Regions from separate parts of the Mus musculus genome. Here all the other regions are linked to region 2. The links are chromatin contacts, called in public HiChIP or PLAC-seq maps. All regions are on one chromosome and are shown on one strand. Each heading gives the region's core, a stretch centred on a gene start, on an enhancer-like site or on the middle of the called end of the contact. The rest is flanking DNA. Distances are from core to core; before and after follow the strand shown.

Region 1 (2,791 bases), core at 181-2,680, 130 kb before region 2:
GGTGAGGTTGGGAGGCAAACTTGGGTATAGGAAGAACTTGGTCATAGCACAGCCCCGGGGTCTTTTAGTCATAGATGCTGAAGTTGGCTTAGCCTCGACTCGTCCCATCGAGACAGAGTCTGAATCTATGCTACAGTCGCTGAGCTGAGAGTGTGCAGAGTGACTGTTGGGAAGGGCGGAACCTCAACTTTCACGCTGGGAATAATATGTGCTAAACAGGGCACAGGGTCTGTAGTAAGGTGGAATCAGATTAAATCCGGTCCCTCCATGTAACCATGACGTTACCTTTGACAACAAACTTAGTTCTGAACCCTAATACTATCAACTGTAAAAACGGGGCTAAAATACTTCCACCATTGAGAGAGTCTGAGGCTGGGCGTGGTGCTAAGAGTAGCTTACCTAATATTCATATAGAAGTGCCAAAGATGACTGGACAACATTCATCTAACTCCCTTTAGATTTATCTCGTTATGCAAATTTTTACTCTTGATTTCCTTCCTTCCTTCCTTCCTTCCTTCCTTCCTTCCTTCCTTCCTTCCTTCCTCCCTCCCTCCCTTCCTTTCTTCTTTTCTTTCTCTTTTCTTTCCTCTTTCCTTCCCTTATTTCCTGATTTCTTTTGAGACAGACTCTCACTTTGTGTCCTAGCTAGCCTCAAACTCGCAGCAATCCTCCTGCCTCCGCCTCACTCTCAAGTGCTAGAATTACAGGCACATCTACTATACCTGGCTCATATTTTCCTTTAGAAATTAAAAAAAAATGAAGCTTAGAAAAATTAAGAAAACTTCCCTGGGACACAAAACTAAGTTAAGCAGAGTTTTGAACCCAGACCCTGGATTCTGTGTGGTAATTTGCCACAAAGAGTCCATGAAAATACACAAGAGCAATGTTCAGACCACATCCAGCCTAGTGCATGAGGGATCATGTACCACCTGAGGTCCTCTGATCTCCCAGGGTTCCCTAAGAATCAGGAGCTCATTAGACAATGGGTCTAGTCATTGGCTAGTTATAGACATAGAGGGCACGCGCCCAGTGCTAAAAGAGGACATTTAAAAAGGCTAGGGTGATGTGTCAAATTCTGGTGTGAGATCATCATACCAGCGGCTGGAGCTGGAAAAGCCATCTGCACCAAGCAAGCACCCAGTACAGGGTATGGTGCTCATTACAGACACATGCACATCAACCGGCCTGTTCACCCTCACCAGGCCCAACCATCCCCAGAGCTTCACCAGTGTTTCTGCTGTGTTCCTAACCATCCTTCTCCCAGACTAATTTGCTTTCCTTCTCAGAAAACTCTTGGGACTTCAAAAAAGGGTGTGACTTCCCTTGTACTTCAAGCACATTAGAATCCAGTGGGCCTCTGATGGAAGAGTCAGGCTAGTGACCAGACAGGAAAGACCTCCCCCAGTCTACGGGCTCCTGAACAGCAGGACAGATGGCCAAGTAAGAAAAGGAGACAGAAACAAAGCCGCTGCCACTGGGGTCACCTCCCTTGCCAGTAAACGAATGTGGCTTGCTTTAAAATTTAGTACCAGGGAAAAGCATGTCTCTCCTGCCACAAGTCCTTCTGTCAGACACCCAAGTAATAGTCATATTTCCATTTTGCCTTTGCTGCCAAAAAGCTCGAAGTTGAATTTAATGTTCCGTGTCAGAGACCCACTAATCCTAGGTCATTAACAAAACAGTCCCATCCTGTTACATATACAGGGACCTACTTTTCAGACTCTATTTGCAACTCTCAGTGGTCCATATCTCCTTTTTGAAAGCTGGTAGGACACACAGAGACAGTGCAGGATGACAAAGGGAGACACTGTCCTTGAGGGTCACATTTGAACTCTTAGATTCAGAGACAATGGGCAGCAGTGTGCTGGGTGCTGTTTCGTGGACACATTAGCCTCTTTTTTTTGGCCAGCTGGGCAAGGATGTCCTGCTCCACCCATGTCAACGAGTCATTGACTACGTGAATGTAGTAGTCCAGGATGGGTGCAGGCCAAGGCTGCTTGCCAGTGTCACCTTACAATGTTGAGCTGGGCTTTCTCTCAGGATGCCAGCTGGCCCTGAGGCCCTGTGAGCTGACTGCTTGCGAACAATGCCTTTCCACCGTGAGCTGCCTGCTCATTGAAAACAAAGCCTTGCGTCTACAACCATCTGGCTTTCTGGTGAAGGATGGAAGCAAGGCTCCTTTTAGACACACTTTGAAGCACTCCTAGGAGTGGTATTCCACCTAAGTCTCAAGTCTTTGAAGCATATGTTATGGGTTCATCAGAGTCTGCAGTTTGTCCCTCCATGCTCAAGCTATGGAGAGGGGGTATCTCTCTTTCTTATTCTTAATGATAAAGATACTCTGTGTGTGTGCATGTGCATGGGTATGTATGTGTATTCAAGTGTGTGTAGGTGCCAGGAAAGGCGCCTTTGCTGTTGGTCCTCATGTATTCTTTACACTTTTTTGCTGAGATAGAATTTCTCTCACTGGCCTGAAATTTGCCAGTTAGACTAATCTGTCTGGCCAGCAAGCCCCAGAGATCTACCCTTCTCCACCTCCCTGGAACTGGGACCACAATCACACAGCATTGACCCAAGAACATTTTCTCTGCCCATTTTCTTCTTTACATGAGCTATGGGGATCGAACTCAGGTCCTCATGCTTAAAAGGCAAATGCTTTAGCATCTTAGCCTTTTGCCCAGCCTCATGACCCACTGCTATGGGGCGACTGAAGCTCTAATAGACTGGGAAACTGGCCCAAAGTCATGTTGCCGGTAGTCATCGGAATAAGAACAAAAGCCCTGTTACCTTC
Region 2 (2,700 bases), core at 199-2,698:
TGGTGCTCTGAATGGCAAGGGAGCCAAGGATCTGCAGACCCAAAGGCCACCCAGGGCCGCCATACCTGGTAACTCCTGTCTACCCACAAGACCTAGTTGTGGCAACTTCCTGCCTGCGTAGGAGAGGGCTCTGCCCCTCCAGCTGTTGCCCTGTGGCCTTCTGGGCCTTTCTCCACCCCCACCCCCATCTGCTCCTTCCCTATCAAATAACTGGGGCTTCATTTATTAATGCAGCGCTCCTGGGTGGGGGTGGGTGCAGTCCTGCAGGTATTTGTGAAGGAGGCTGCAGGGCTGAGAAATGGGCTGTTCCTGGGAGCAAGGTTAGGGACAAAGCAACTGAGTGTGGCCACAGCTCTGGTCCGTGTTCCTTGCCTGACAAATGGAAAAGGGAAGGGGGTTGGAGTGAGAGCTATGGAGAGAGAAAGCCGCTCCTCACCTTATGTATATTTAATATTAACGTAATTAAAGCTGTGAGCCAAACCAGCCTGCCAGGGTGGAGGGAAGCAGGAAGAGCCCCAAGAAAGAAAATTGGTGTGTGTGGTGTGTGTGTGTGTGTGTGTGTGTGTGTGTGTGTGTGTGTGGTGTGTACTGGAAGCAGGAGGCAAGATTGTTGCTCTCAGGTGGGATGAAGAGGTCAGATTAGGAGTCCAGGGGGGCAAGGAGTTAAGCAAGCAAGTCTAGCCTTGGTGTGTTACCCGGTGGCCCCCTTGGCCTGAGAAAGTCCATTACTTTGCTCACCATTTGAGGCCACCCGCTACCCAGCACCCGTATCTTCTGGACAGAATCCCAGTGGACTAGGCCATCAGACTGGCTCTGAGTAGGCCATCAGACTGGCTCTGACCCGGCCATAGCACTAATAAGGGCTAGGTTCCTCCTTTAATCTACCGAGCATTGCTTTGGGCTCTGGCAGGTTACAAACTCCGTACATCTCCAGGCATTAGCAGAGGACTAGACCCCTCCCCCGGGCTCTTGGCTGTCCTTCTCCATTGCCTAGAGGGGCAAGAATTATTATTGGACCAGGCCAACCCATGCAAAGGGGGCGAAAGGAGAAGCTGCCCTCTGGGCGCGAAGGAGAAAAGTTAGAGGCTTGAGCAGGTAAAGCCGAGAAGCGTCTGTGCTCTACAGCGCAAGGGCGCGGAGTTCGGCCGCCTCCTCTCCCTCCTGCCATCTGCGCGCCCGGGGGCACGTCCTCTACCACAGCCTAGAAGCTCAACTGCCCGCGCTGCCCAAGTGTCGATTTGGTGCCCAGATTGCTAACCATCGAAAATGCCTGCTTTTTGCCAACCCCTCAGTCCCGGCTGCCTCTCAGATCAGGTGCACGGAACCCCGGGAGCAGGTCTGGACATGCCGGACACCTGGACCCACCCCTAGCAACCTTTTCTCTCCCGGGAAAGGGACACGCCCCCCAGTCTGAACACTTGTCCCCAGGTCCAGCAGGCCAAGCGCCGGAGCGGAGAGTCTTGCACCTTGGGGCGCGCTGCCTAAGGTGGTCAGGGAGACGCAGAGAAGCCGGAGCCAGCGCCTGGGGTACAGGGGTGAGACATAGGTGATGGCGACTCTTGGGTCTGAAGAACAAACTTGGTGTCCGAGGGAACCCCCACCCCTGGGGACCCCTAGCTCCCCAGCCCTGCACCCAGCCAGGCGCGGATAAGCGCCATGCGGTGCGCCGGCATTTGCGCCAGGGCGGGGGTCGAGGGCGGTCGAGGGGCGCACGAAGCTACGGCAGGAGTGATCTTCCCTAGGTCCAAGGACCCAAATACCGAGGGCTCCCGGATGAAGTCTCAGTCCGAGGACCACCTGGCTCGCAGGGCACCCCGGGGTCCCAGCTCCAGCAAGCCGCGGGAGCGGGCTGGGGGCTGGGGGAGGGGGCCAGGGCAGAACTAAAGCTGGGCTGCGATGGGAAAACCAGGGGTTCCTTTGCCACCGCCCCCCACGGGCGCGCCCCTAAACGGCAGGCGCAGGGGGGCTGGCAAGCGGTCCCAGGCTGACTCTCACCAGACCCTTCTCTCGGAACCGCCCCAGCTCTCGCGCCCACCCAGCGCCATGCACCCGAGTGGGTCCAGCACTCGGGCACCTGGAGCCCACTGGGCACCGCACCTTGCCTCCAGCCGCGCGCATCCCAGCCCCGCCGCCTCCACCGCCCAGCCGCCGGCAGCGCGGGTCTCACCTTTGTGTAAAGAGTCCAGGAGCAGGAGGAAAGTTACCAGCCACATGCCATAAAGAGGCCCTATTCTCCGGGGAGGTGGTCCTGTGGCCGGCCGTGCGGCAGCGCCTCTCCCCCGCTCAGCGCGCTCCCAGCCGCCCGCACTCGGCGCCCCGCTCTCTCTGCTCCTCAGCCCAGCGCGCGGCGGCGGCTCCTCCCTCCTCGGCTCCCCGGCTCCTGTCATCCACGGGGCTGGGCTAGGCGGCCGCTTTCCCCGCCCCAGCCCCCCGCGACACCCCGGGGTGGTGAGTGCTACTCCAGCCCCAGCCTGGGGTCACTTAGTCCCACAAGCTTAGGGGACAGAGGTGGGGACCCTGACCAGACAGTCTCGATCCTGCTCCTCTGGTCGAGAGAGGAGAGGGGTCCCTGTAACTCGCAGGCTTTTGAGCCTATGGTCGCACAGAGGCATATGTCATACATGTGCTAAGAGTCTGCCATGTAAGGGGAAAAGAACACGGGTTTTTCGCCCGGCCGGTCATTCAAAGCCATTGCTGGCT
Region 3 (2,700 bases), core at 93-2,592, 200 kb before region 2:
TCGCAGCCATTTCTCACGCAAAGGCAACTTGGTGTGCCAAGGGATCGGAAAACCTGCGCTGAGTATCAGCAGCTGGAAGGGACCAGCACAGGTCACCAAGCCCCACACCTCCTCCTCTGAGGACGTTTATAGCTGATGGAGGCCTTTTTCCCCTTTGCAGAAACCTGCCAGCTCTCTGCCCTTTGAGACCAGAAGGGGCTCCCCAAAACAGCTACCAGTGTATACACTGCCGGATAGCACCTGCTTGCGAGGTAAATAGCATGCACGGCAGATCTTATAGAGATGTGTTGTCTCTTTTCTTGGAGAGAGTTAGATTTGTTGAAGTATAATTTGTCCATTTCAGTGAACAGTTCTGGGAGTTCTGACATACGTATACAGCTGGGTAACCACCACCACAATCAAAGGACACAATTCTATCACCTGCCAGATCCCTTCCTGTCCCTTTGTCGTGTCTTCTCCGCAGCCCCGGCTTCTGGCAACCACCCATCTATTTTCTGTCTGTACAATTTCGCTTTTTCTAGACCATCATATAAATGCAATTATACAGCAGGTAGCCTTTTGAGACTGACTCCTTTCACTCAATATAATGTGTTTAAGCAGAATGCACTGAGTTGAACGCAGGTTAGATCTACACAGTAGAAAATGTGTGTGCATATATTATCTCCGCATTCTGGAGACACTTCTGAGTTAGCTACTACTATTCTTCCCATATTACACATGAGTCAAGTGTGGCTGATAACCATCTTGAAGTCACACAATTGCTGAGGTGTGACACCAGTTTTTAAAATGACCCCAGAGCACCCAGGTTTGCTCTGATTAGGTATCAGCGTGGGCACACTTAGTTCGTTATTCATGTTGATTCCACGCTGCTTTTGTTTTTAGAGCTCCTTCTAACCTTACGGGATTCACTTCTTATATGTGACTTAGAGACCCATACTTGGTCCCCAGCTTCCAGTTTTCCTTAAGGAGCACACAACATTCTCACAGAGGAAGAAACTCCCAATGTATGGGGCTCAAGTCTGGAAACCAGTATGAGGTGATCGATGTACCATACAGGGGTGGGATGGGTTCTCAGGACGCAGGTGCAGAGAGACACCATGTTCCTTTTGTGGTGAGAATCACAGCCCATTTTCTCTCAGATCCAGTGTCTAATTTGATTTCTGCTTCTGCTGTGTTGTGTTGATTTGGGTCTCCAAATCCATTTACAAGTCCAATGGGAGTGGGCCATGCAGTGTGGTTTGAAACCACAAAGCCGTGCTCCCTTTCTTGGGAGAAGTGCTGAGTCTGGAGCTACTGAAGGCAGCCTTGGCTACAGACTCAGCAATTAGCATACCAACAAAAGCACTGGCCTCATACAGAGTCCCTGAGGACTTTAGCTGGTAGAGAGAGGGAGGAGCCAGCTCCTCCAGCCCACGTGACCCCCGCCTCCCACTCTTCTCCTACTATCATATCAATAATTATTAAGATGTGCATGCGAGTGCACTGACCTACTTGGAGGTTTCATAAATATAAATAAATTAAGTAAGTGGTCCTGCCTAAAGATGCCTGGGCAAATAGACGGGGAGGGAGAGGGAGTTGCTCATGCTTGGATGGACAGTGAGGGGGACCCTTGGGCATGCCAAGTCACAACGGAGAGTACAGGATTGTAAGGGAGAAGAAAAGTCTCCAGGTCCCTGTACCAGGGTCCTCTATGCTAGGGTTGACTGAACCTGATCGTGCAGTGACATTTGGTCCTTGAGGTGTGTCTGTGGCCAGGAGTTCCTTGGCCCTTCCTTACCTTAGTAGGTTCTAGTGGGTGTTAGCCTAGGAAACTAGAGCTGGTGATCACTAGCCACCAGGAGCCTGGTCCTGTCCTGGGAGACTGTGCGGTATTTTCTTTTGGACTTTAAAATGATTAAGGTTGAGACATACATGGCAGAACTACAGAACTTTCCTCTACTGATGACATGGGGCAAAACCATGCACAGCACTCTTGAGGAGGGTTTTCAACGTACTCCCAGGCCAGGATCTTGTTTCACCTTCTCAACACTGTGAGTAGGAGACAATGCATGAACCCCTCCCCCCCCCCCATCTAAGGTATCTAGCATGCCATGGCCAATATCCTGCAAACCTGCCCCTCTGGTGACATGCTTGTATTTGTGCCTGTCTGCCCAAACCCTGGATGTTTCTGGTTCTTGACTCCCCCTCACATCCTTCCCCGCTGTGCTGATTATGAGTTTGGCAGTCCTGTGAGATGGTGAGAGCTCCCACCAATGGGATGAAACACAGGTACCACCTACATTAGAATAAAATCTAAGTAAACTTCCTGCCCTAGAATGTGTGTGTGTGTGTGTGTGTGTGTGTGTGTGTGCTTGTCAGCCTGGTTTGGATCACGACACACCCTTAAAAAAAAAAAAGAACTAGTCTTGCCGGGTTACTGGGTTGGTTACTTTTGCTTTGTATTTCCTTATGCTACCCTGGGATGTTCCTTTGCAACCGCAAGGACATTGCTGTTAGCATTAATATACCCATTCATGTTAGATGGGGACACTGAGGAAGGGAGATGAATGCTCTAACCTGGGCCATTCAGAGATCAACTGGTTTCCAGCACCTAAAAACCACAACCCATCACAGAACTTTGTGGGGGCTACGTGGCCTGGGGTCCTACTGTCACCTCCTCTTCCTTCCTGCCTCAGTACGTCTTTCCTCATCGGGCTTTTT

What was found. HiChIP or PLAC-seq counts read pairs in DNA pulled down with a chosen protein or histone mark.
Region 1: an H3K4me3 HiChIP or PLAC-seq map of embryonic forebrain shows a contact between it and region 2, with 3 times the contacts expected there. The contact joins the enhancer-like site here to the promoter of 4833428L15Rik in region 2. A contact is called at or near these places in 5 of 39 promoter capture datasets (HPC-7-derived erythroid cells, hippocampal neurons, neural stem cells and 2 more), 6 of 484 Hi-C or Micro-C datasets (the AML12 cell line, cortical neurons, forebrain and 2 more), 10 of 115 datasets of contacts at active chromatin or transcription factors (SST interneurons, VIP interneurons, astrocytes and 7 more) and 3 of 9 other capture datasets (adipose tissue, embryonic stem cells and pancreatic islet).
Region 3: a contact with region 2 is called in an H3K4me3 HiChIP or PLAC-seq map of embryonic basal ganglia, with 4 times the contacts expected there. The contact joins the enhancer-like site here to the promoter of 4833428L15Rik in region 2. A contact is called at or near these places in 6 of 39 promoter capture datasets (the C10 cell line, cranial neural crest, epiblast stem cells and 3 more), 13 of 115 datasets of contacts at active chromatin or transcription factors (VIP interneurons, embryonic basal ganglia, embryonic forebrain and 6 more) and 2 of 9 other capture datasets (liver and pancreatic islet).

Annotation. Positions count from the first base shown.
Region 1 is chr9:45,560,425-45,563,215 of GRCm38.p6, reverse strand. All of the region lies in intron 3 of Dscaml1 (DS cell adhesion molecule like 1), which reads right to left. Among named protein-coding and RNA genes, the nearest start is that of Gm22069, 73 kb to the left of the region's middle. Within about 2 kb of position 1,430, at least 16 of the 459 cell types and tissues checked have an H3K27ac peak or open chromatin away from gene starts, as enhancers often do. A contact at or near this core is called in embryonic forebrain and neural stem cells, where this site is marked.
Region 2 is chr9:45,429,980-45,432,679 of GRCm38.p6, reverse strand. It overlaps 4833428L15Rik (RIKEN cDNA 4833428L15 gene), which reads left to right and starts at 1,448. Exons shown (of 5, transcript NR_040732.1): 1 at 1,448-1,535. Dscaml1 (DS cell adhesion molecule like 1) reads right to left here and starts at 2,327. Exons shown (of 33, transcript NM_001081270.2): 1 at 2,168-2,327. The coding sequence starts at 2,213.
Region 3 is chr9:45,624,898-45,627,597 of GRCm38.p6, reverse strand. The region is part of intron 3 of Dscaml1 (DS cell adhesion molecule like 1); the gene reads right to left. Among named protein-coding and RNA genes, the nearest start is that of Gm22069, 8.6 kb to the left of the region's middle. Within about 2 kb of position 1,342, at least 16 of the 459 cell types and tissues checked have an H3K27ac peak or open chromatin away from gene starts, as enhancers often do. A contact at or near this core is called in embryonic basal ganglia and embryonic stem cells, where this site is marked.